Linked DNA regions of Pan troglodytes: region 1 is linked to region 2. The links are chromatin contacts, called in public HiChIP or PLAC-seq maps. All regions are on one chromosome and are shown on one strand. Each heading gives the region's core, a stretch centred on a gene start, on an enhancer-like site or on the middle of the called end of the contact. The rest is flanking DNA. Distances are from core to core; before and after follow the strand shown.

Region 1 (4,446 bases), core at 998-3,497, 200 kb before region 2:
TCCTCTCAGACCCATGTTGGCTATGTCACCTGCCTTATCCCTCCCGACTGCCCACCTCCTGGCCAGAGCCCTTTCCGTTGGGGATTTTGGCCCTGGCTTCCTGGCTCCCCTCCTGCTCCAGCTGGCCCCTCCCTGAGTCCCTCCAGGATCACGGGCCCAGCCATCCTGCAGTTCCCCAGCCCTCGTGCCAGCAACCTCCTGACCTCTTCCCTCCCTCAGCCAGCTGATCCCTGGTCTCACCTCTAACCCATTCTGATGCTAAAATCATCAACTGGCCCAGCTTGGGCGCCGCCATCCACCACTTCAATAACATCCGCCCAGTATCCTCAGCTCCCTGACCCCAGTCCTGTGTATCTGCCCACAGGAGTTCAGCAAATCTCCAATCTGTTTTCTCTGGACCCGAGGCTGGAAAAAGCTGCCCAAGAGGGCAAATGAGTGCCATGATAAATGTATTATAAGAGTGTATTATAAGAGTGCCAAATGCCCCACAAACACCCTCACAACTCTCATCTATCTCTCTGGGAAACTCAGATTCTTCCTCCATGCAAGAGTTATTCCAGACCCCTCCACTGCCTCAAACTCCTGGCTGCCCCTCCCTCACCTGCTCAGACAGACCAGGTGGGGAGCTTCGCATTGGTGCTCAGCCCATTTGGCCCTCCTTCCTGCTTTCCTGGGCAGTAGTAGGTCTGCGTGCCCCTGGGGTCAGAGGATCACCTGTGCTCCCAGCCGTCTCTCCCTACAGGGCCCCCCTATCCCTCCCCTTTGCATCTAACTGAGTCCTATCAATGGGGTCCTCCCACAGCTTTTAAATATCCTCCATTCACCCCTTGCCCTGGAGCCGATAAACCTTCTCCCAGCTGGGCAGGGCTGCAGGCACCAATGTGGGGGACTGCAGGATTCAGGGGTGGCACCAGGGGAGGAACCCCTGTCCACCTGTCTCTCAGAGGGTACACCGGGGCCTGTCACCAGGGGAATCAGAGGCAGCCCCACAGAGGGAACAGGACCCATCTATCCCAATGCAGTACCCCTACCATACCCTGGCGCTTCTTAAGAGTGAAGTGTGCACATCTGCCTAGCTGGGGGGCTTGGAGAGCGTGTATGACAGCCCTGGCTGCCACAGGCTCGCCAGACATGCCCTGTGCTGCCTTTTATGGCATCTGGCTGTGGGGCTGGGAAGGCTCCCAGCGCCTGAGGTAGGCCTGTTTCTAGTACCTCATACCACCTTGCCGTCCCCAGTGAGCACGGCTCAACAGGCACTCCCCAGTGAAGCCCCAGTCACCCAGTGGGGCCCAATGCAGTGGCTCTCATTGACCACTAGATGGCGTCACTTTGTTCTGCAGGAAAGCTCTGGTTCTTCCAGGCGCCCCAGGTACCCCAGCCTCACAGCCCCAGCAGGTGACCAGGGCCTTGGGCGAGTGTCCTTATGTCCCCTCTGTGGCAGGGGCTGCCTGGCACCCTGTCGGCCCCAGGCCCTGGGGAGGCTGGGAGGCCAGCCCTCCCTTTGGAATCTGACTCCTACCTTTCCAGGCACTGCCCCTTGGCTTCTCTCTCGCCAGCCCCCAGGGTGGCCCTGGTCAGCGCACCAGACCCTTCTGAGGTTCACATTTCCGTGTCGACCCATGTCCTTGAGTAGATTTAGGAAAGACTGGCCTCGTCTCCCCCTGAAGTGAGCGTCAGTAGTTCTGGGGCCCATCTGGGCACAGACTGCTGCGTGTGAAGGGTGCCCCATCCCAGGCAGGGGGTCACCACTGGCACCCACGGATGCCTGCTTCCGGGATGAGGCCAGTGAAGCACTCAAGGGCCTTGCTGCAACTCCAGCCACCACCCACCTCTGCCTGGGGGCCTTCCATGCCTGCCTTGCTCTTTTGTTCAGCGAGAAACAATCGAGTCCAAGGTGGCCCCAGCATCCTGCCTCCCACTCACACGCACCACGGGAGGAGAACCCAGACCCAGAGAAGAGTCCAGTGGGGGTGGCATGGTGCCGGGAGTATATCAGATTCATGGGCACAGCTCTCAACTTCCGCAGGAAACGCAGAACCCAAATCTAACAGCTTCGTTAGAAAATGAAAGCAGCTAGCCCTACATGTTTGGGTAGAAATTTCTGTTACTTTGCTCAAGTCTTGCACTGACCCTAAGCTGAGACCACCAGAGGGAGACAAAATGACAAGATAATCAAGATACAGGTTTAAAGATCTTGTCTCCCCAGAGAGTGATTTATCCTTTTCGCACCGTATATCTTACTCACATAGGCATATGCACAGTGTATCTGCACAGTCTGGAGAAGAATAAGGCGCTCCAGGTTCTCCCCTGCCAGAGGAAGCCTCTGTTTGAAACACCGCTTAGGAAAACCCTAGGCCCTCTGGACAGGGAAGGGGAGGGGAGTCCCACAGCTTCAAGCCTGAGGGTCTCCACTCCTGCCACCTTTGGAGAAAATTATCCTGAACATGGGTGGTGGACAGAGTCTTCTAAGGTGCCAGTGTGGCCCCAGGGGGTCTCATTAGCTCCAAGACCTGTCCCTGTATCTCCTGGGGGTCTGGGAGGAGGTGGCTGGGTGGAGCTGGAGCACAGGTGTATGTGGGAGTGTGGGGGTGCGTCCACAAGGCCCGCTGCTCTCTGCAAAGGCACAGAGTCTTGGAGTACAGCCCTCATGCCCAACACACCAGACCTCTGTGCAACAATGGTACAGTTCCACCCAGTCCTCAACCACGCCATGAAGCAATCTCAGGGTCCCAATTTTACAAATAAGGACCATCTAAGTGGGACACGTGGCTTTGCCCAAGTTCACTGTCATGAGTTCAGGTGCTCAGCATTTCTGAACCTACTGTATAAAGACCGGTGTTAAGACAGAAACATGGAGCTCACAGGCTACACAGTGAGGCTGACATCAGTCCCACAGCCACAGAACAAATGCATCAGGATGGGCCATGGTGAATGCTCAAAAGGGAGGCTATGGCCCTGGGAAGGAAGGGACAGGGAGGCTGCTCTGGTGAGGAATTTGGGGGTGGCTGCTGTTTAAGCTGAGGTCTGGAGGAGGAGAAGGAATCAACAAGCCGTAAGGCAAAAGGAGGAGAAAGCTTCCCAGGCTGAGGCGGGAGCAGGTGCAAAGGCCCTAGGGTGCAGAGACAATGACACCTTAGAAGAGCTATAGGATGTCTGGACTGCCGAGGCCTAGGGCATGGGCCAGCAGCTGAGACAAGTCGAGGGTGGGGAGGAAGCGCTGCCCAGATGTGAGGACCCTGGGGCCACGGGTGACAGGCCATAAGGACTGTCACTCCAGGGTATCCATCAGGGAAGTGGCCCAACCACTCCTTCATTAGAAATGAACTCTGGCAGAGGGGCAGGCAGCAGAGAGGAAGAAGGGAGAGCAGCTGAGAGGCTACTGTAGCCATCCCAGCACATGAGTGGTGATGATGGTATGGACAGGGTGACAATGGAAATGGATAGACAGCAACAGATGGGGATTTAGGGGTCCATCAACAGGACGGGAAGTTGGACTGGAGTCTGAGAGAGGATGAGGACGCTAGACAATGGTTGCAGAGTTCGATGGACAGACTTGCCCCTCACTGAGAAAGGGTGCCTGGAAGAGGACTGAGCTTGGGTTGGGGATTCCAGGCAAGTTTAGTGACAGGAGCCTGGATGCTCAGTAGGCGGCTGGACTCGGGAGTCCTGGTTAGAAAAACAGATTTGGGAATGAACCATCTGCAGGTGCCAAGTGAAGCTGCAGGCATGGATGAGTCTGCAAGGAAGGTCATGGGCAAGGGGGCAGGATGAAGCCCCAGGACTCTGCTCTGCTAAGTACCAAGAAAAGAAGGGGCTTAGAAAGGGAGGCCTGCCCATCTGCACCCATGCTAGCAGGAGGCCAACTACAAGGAGACCTCGTGTATTGGGCACAGTGTCAAGGAAGTCAGTTGTGACCTCAAAGAGCTGTTTCAGAGGAACCGGGGCAGGAGCCAGAGAGGGGGCTGAGAGGTGCAGGGGAGGTGCAGACAATGAGGCGGCCACTCCCAGATTCCGGCTGTGAAAGAAAAGGGGCAGGTAGAGCGGGGTGGTGTGGATAGATGCAGGGTGGGACAGATGTGGTCAAAAGCCAGTGGAGGGGCGAGCGAAAGGGACAGGAGACAAACGACATCAGATCGTGTGAGGTTCCAAAGTGCAGACGGGACCTGGCCTCAACTGGGAGGAGGGGCTGCAGCTCTAATGGGGCAGGACAGGACTGGGAGGAGGCGAGCCACCAGATCAGCAGCAGAGCCTGCCCCCTGGAGTACCCCCTAGGTCTGGAGTGGGGAAAGGAGGCAGGAGTGGGTGAGTATCAGAGTCGTGTAACTGGCGTCTCAAGTGAGACCTTCTGCTGCAGAGCTAAGGCGTGGCCTCCAGGCCCGACTCTCCAGTACTGCCAGGGCCTGTGCCTTGAGATGCCCCCACTGAAGGTGACCCTATAATATGGCT
Region 2 (4,286 bases), core at 1,703-4,202:
AAGGTTTCTCCAAGACTTCAGACCATGGTGTCACCTGAGGCCCACACCTGTTGAGTCACCGGGGCAGGTATGCGTGGCAGAGGACAGCGAGGAGTGCCGGAGAGGAGCTGAGGCCTGGAGGGGGCCTCTGCAGCCAGGCTCAACCCCCACTCTCCCCACTCCAACAGCCCTCACCACAGCCACCGCCACCCAATCCAAACAAAGCCCAGCCTGATGCCAACCTCACCATCAACTGTTTTTCCTCTGACTTCCTCAGTTTTGTCTAGGAAAAATCAAGGTGTCTTATCACCCCTCTCAGCTTCCAGGGGTGTGATCAGTGTCTTTTACAATTATCTCTTATTTTTATCCAGTATTTCTTAGCTCAGTTGGCAAACTAGGTATTTATGCACCTCCATTTCACAATCCATCCCCACCAATTATGCCTGTAAAACTAACATTTTGTTGAAAAAAAAAAGGTTAGAACTACTTAAAAAGGTTATGTAAACAAGTTAACTAGCAGGCCACAACTTGAGTCTAGGGTGTCAGAGAAAACATGCAAGGTGCAAGAGAATGAGGAGCTGATGGTCACCAGTTTCACCTCCTTCCAGCACCCACCCAACTCTCCTGCTCACACACACTCACACCCCGTGGGACTCAGCCTGCAGCTCCTCCCATCCCAGGAGCCCAGGAGACCGGCAGTAGGGAGGGACACAGACCACACTTCCTAACAAATGAGAGGGAAGACTCGGTGCCCCATCGCTAATGCCATCACCCAGTCCCAGCCCGGCCATGGAGCCCACTCCAAGGGCCCCCCTGACAGTGCTGCTAGAGCCCACCGAGGGAAGGCTGCCGGCACACAGCCGCAAGCTCCAGCTTTATCCACTCACGCCCTGGACATTGCTTGGAGCCCCAGCGTTCCAGGTCCGTGTCACCCTGGCCCTCCTGCCTGGCAGATCCTAAGCTCAGGGGACCCTCTCCAGCCCAGGCTGCAGGGGGAAGCAGCCCCCACGGTCACCCAGGAATCAGCGCAGAGGGCAGGGCATCCTGGACGCCCCGGACTGGGAAACCCAGATCCTGTCCCCTGCGTAGTGGCGACACACAGGAGAAACCCCTGCCTCACCTCATTGGAGGGACCCTGACCCAGAGGCCTGAGAAAAAGCCGCCTGCAGGCTCCTGGCACCTGCCAACCTGCACCTTAGGAAAACTTGTCCCACTTCAACCTGCAAAGCTCTGGGGTCATTATTTCTAAAATCACTGTCCTTTCTCAAAGAGGAAGGAAAACAGAAAAATAAAACAAAAACAAAAACAGAAAGAGGCACAGGAGGTTGAAGAGGCCAGAGGCAGTTTAGCCCAAAAACAGTGCCAGACGCAAGATGCCGAGTTCGGGGTGCCTCACCCTCCACATGCCCATTTAGGAGCTCACTGCACTCAACCACAGATTTATGTCTGGTGCCTGCCAGGTCGTATCTGAATAGATCTGAAAAATTAAGCCTTCCTTCTGCCAGTAAATACGAAGTTAAGACTAGCAGGCCCCTCTAAGGCTCTGCTCTCCACGGGGGTCCTCGGCAGGCGTCGGAGAAAGGAAGTTCGCCCCCTCCCCGCCTGGGCACACCGAGGCCCGCTGCCCGGCCCATGGCGCCCTGCTTGGCGACCCGGGGCCTCGATGTTCTCCTTCACCATCTGCAGCCAGATCTCCCGCCAGCAGCCTTGCCAGGCAGTGCCTACCATGGGGAAGGCGCCAGGCCGAGGGGCAGGTCCGCGCCGTGCCCCCAACCGGGCACCTGCAGCCCAGGGGCAACGGGGTGTGGGGTTTTGAATTGATAAGTTTTTCCCTCTGGGCCTTATTATAAAGGGAAAGGGAAGGGGGCGAAGATCTGGGCTTGGGTTCTCTGGGGGCAGCGAACCCAGAGGCGACCCCAAACTCAGTAGTTGCCGCCCGGCACGGGGACTTGCTGCCGGTGCCAAGCAGCCCGGCCAGCCCGGCAGGAGTCGAGCGGACAGCCCCGCCACACAGCGCCTCTTGTCCGCGCCGGGTGGCCCCTTGCCGCGGTGCCCCCCGCGCGGGATGCGAAAGCCGCCGCCTGGTCCCCGCCCCGCCCGCCCACCCGTCGTGGGAGGGGTAAGAGGCCGGTCAGAGAGGAGTGGGGCCGCCGGGCTGTACCCCCATATCCCAGCGGCGGCCGCCCCGCAGCCACGCTGAGTCGGGAGGGCAGCGCTCTGGAGCGCTCGGGCCGCAACCTCCGCGCCGCCCCCCACGCGTCCGGGTCCTCGCGGCGCCCCGGGCGGCCCCAGGCTGCCGCCGCCGGCAAGTCAGGCAGCCCAGGTTCCCCAGCTTACCTGGCCAGGGCGCTGGGCTGCCCGGGTACGCCGCCGTCCCCGCCCCGCCGCCGCCGGCTCAGTCCGCGAGGCCGAGCTCTTTGTGAGCCCGCGCCGAGCCGCACACCGCGACTGCTAATGAGCCCGGGAAGCTGAATAGCTTCCCGAATAGCGGCGGGCGCGCCCCGGACGCAGCGTACGGCACGCAGGGCCGCCTCTGCCGGGCGCACGCGGCGCGGCTGCGGGGCGCATCCCGCACCGGCCTGCGGCTGCCGGGCCTGCGCCCCCGCCCCGGCCGCTTCCGCCTCGCCCCCGCCGGGCACACTGGGGCCGGAAAACGATTCCCGGCTAGATCGCGCGCAGTGAAGAGAGGGAAGACAAAGATGCGTCCGCGCCGGGCGTGCGCGAGGTCCTGCGCCCCCTGGCCCCGGCGCTGGGACAGTCTGCAGGGCAGGAGGGTGCACTCGGCACCCCGGGTCCCCCCGGGCCGGTCTCCGGGATCGGGGCTGGAACCCAGGCGCTGGAAGGCGCGGCGCCCCGAACGCCCCGGGCCCTGGGGAGCACACAGATTCCCGGGCGTGCCCCGGCCGTGCTGGCTGGGGAGCTGCAGGGGTCTGGTCCCGCAAGTAGAGCCGGTGAACGCGAGGCTCCGCAGGTAGAGCCGGTGAACGCGAGGCTCCGCACCTTGCCCCGGCCGCCGCGCCCTGCTTGCTCGGCCCCGCGCAGCTGTAATGGACCCTAGAGCGAAGAACCCTCGAGCGAAGAACTCTCGGGGATCGCGGCCTCCGAAGGCCCCATCCGGCAGAGGAGGCCCCCTGCTGCCTCCCCACCGCAGCTCCCTTAGGCGCATGCTGGACTCCCAAGTCTTCCCTGGCGGTCCCCGGTAACCATCCCAGCACCCCGTTTCTGATACTCTGTGCTGCTTTAGCCCCCAGCCCCAGGGCCTCACTCCAGGGCTTTCTCTCCTTGCTGTCCTAAATGGAGAGAACCCTGACCTCCGCGGGGCCCTGGGGAGCGTACACTCCTAGACACTCACATGCATCCCCAGGGGAGCCAGTCTTCCGCCCCTACAGCGCGAGAAATGCCCTGGAGGCCCTCGAAGGTCGTGCTGGAGACTCCGGTGTCACCTTTGGCCCTCTGGCCCTTTCACTGAGTCCCAGGCAGATGTGATGAGCCATGGGAGATGCACAGGATGCCTTGTCTGGGCAGAGCGGGGGCTCAGGGGCCTCCCTCCCCCCAAATCGTGGTGATTTGCCCTCGTTTTCTTTTCTCCTGTGGCTGGACTAGGCGAAGCTGTGGCATGGGAAGTTCTGCCCATGCCAGAAGGCACAGAAGGGCAGGGGGACTTGGGAGTGAGGACAGCGCATCTTCCTGCTGCCCTGAGGGCCCGAGCTGAGCCCCTAAGGAGAAGGGGCTGGGGGAAGCCGAATCCTGAGATGGACTAGGGTTAGATACACTGTGGACTTGGCCTCTCCACACCCTGCCCCCACCAAACATTCACAGGTTTCCAGGGCCAGAGCCGCCAGTGGGGGCTGCTCCTGGTAGGGGAGCTTTATAGCCACAGGGCCAAACAAAGGGGCAAAGGCCAGGGCAGGCCAACGAGGTTCCTGACCTATGCCCCTCCCCACTCAGATGAGCACACCTTCACTGTCTACTTTCCACCTGCATAGACATTCTGCTTACCTGGCTAACACAAAGTTCATCCAGCCTCCTGTGGCCCAGCCTTTCACCAATGCTAATAGTGGGAAGCAACAATTAGGAAGAAGTGATTCTGAGAAGATAAATGCAGTCATCTTCTTGCCTTACTGTTATGTGGTCACATCCCATAGGAAACCAGACACCTGTGCCTGAAGCTGATCCACACAACACCCCCCACCTCCTCAAACCCCCACCCCCATCTGTGTGAACGTGTGTGGGCCGGTAAGTTGCATGCTGTTCCTTCAACAGCCTCCCTTGAGATCTTCCCATGAGCAGGCTCTGGGCCAGTCACT

Evidence for each region. HiChIP or PLAC-seq counts read pairs in DNA pulled down with a chosen protein or histone mark.
Region 1: a contact with region 2 is called in an H3K4me3 HiChIP or PLAC-seq map of stem cell-derived excitatory neurons, with 7 times the contacts expected there. The contact joins two enhancer-like sites. A contact is called at or near these places in 1 of 7 Hi-C or Micro-C datasets (stem cell-derived neural progenitor cells) and 1 of 1 datasets of contacts at active chromatin or transcription factors (stem cell-derived excitatory neurons).

What each region holds. Positions count from the first base shown.
Region 1 is chr16:5,954,877-5,959,322 of NHGRI_mPanTro3-v2.0_pri, reverse strand. The region is part of intron 5 of APBA2 (amyloid beta precursor protein binding family A member 2); the gene reads right to left. Among named protein-coding and RNA genes, the nearest start is that of APBA2, 170 kb to the right of the region's middle. Within about 2 kb of position 2,247, at least 8 of the 24 cell types and tissues checked have an H3K27ac peak or open chromatin away from gene starts, as enhancers often do. A contact at or near this core is called in stem cell-derived excitatory neurons, where this site is marked.
Region 2 is chr16:5,751,962-5,756,247 of NHGRI_mPanTro3-v2.0_pri, reverse strand. No RefSeq gene overlaps it. Among named protein-coding and RNA genes, the nearest start is that of GOLGA6L7, 35 kb to the right of the region's middle. Within about 2 kb of position 2,952, at least 17 of the 24 cell types and tissues checked have an H3K27ac peak or open chromatin away from gene starts, as enhancers often do. A contact at or near this core is called in stem cell-derived excitatory neurons, where this site is marked.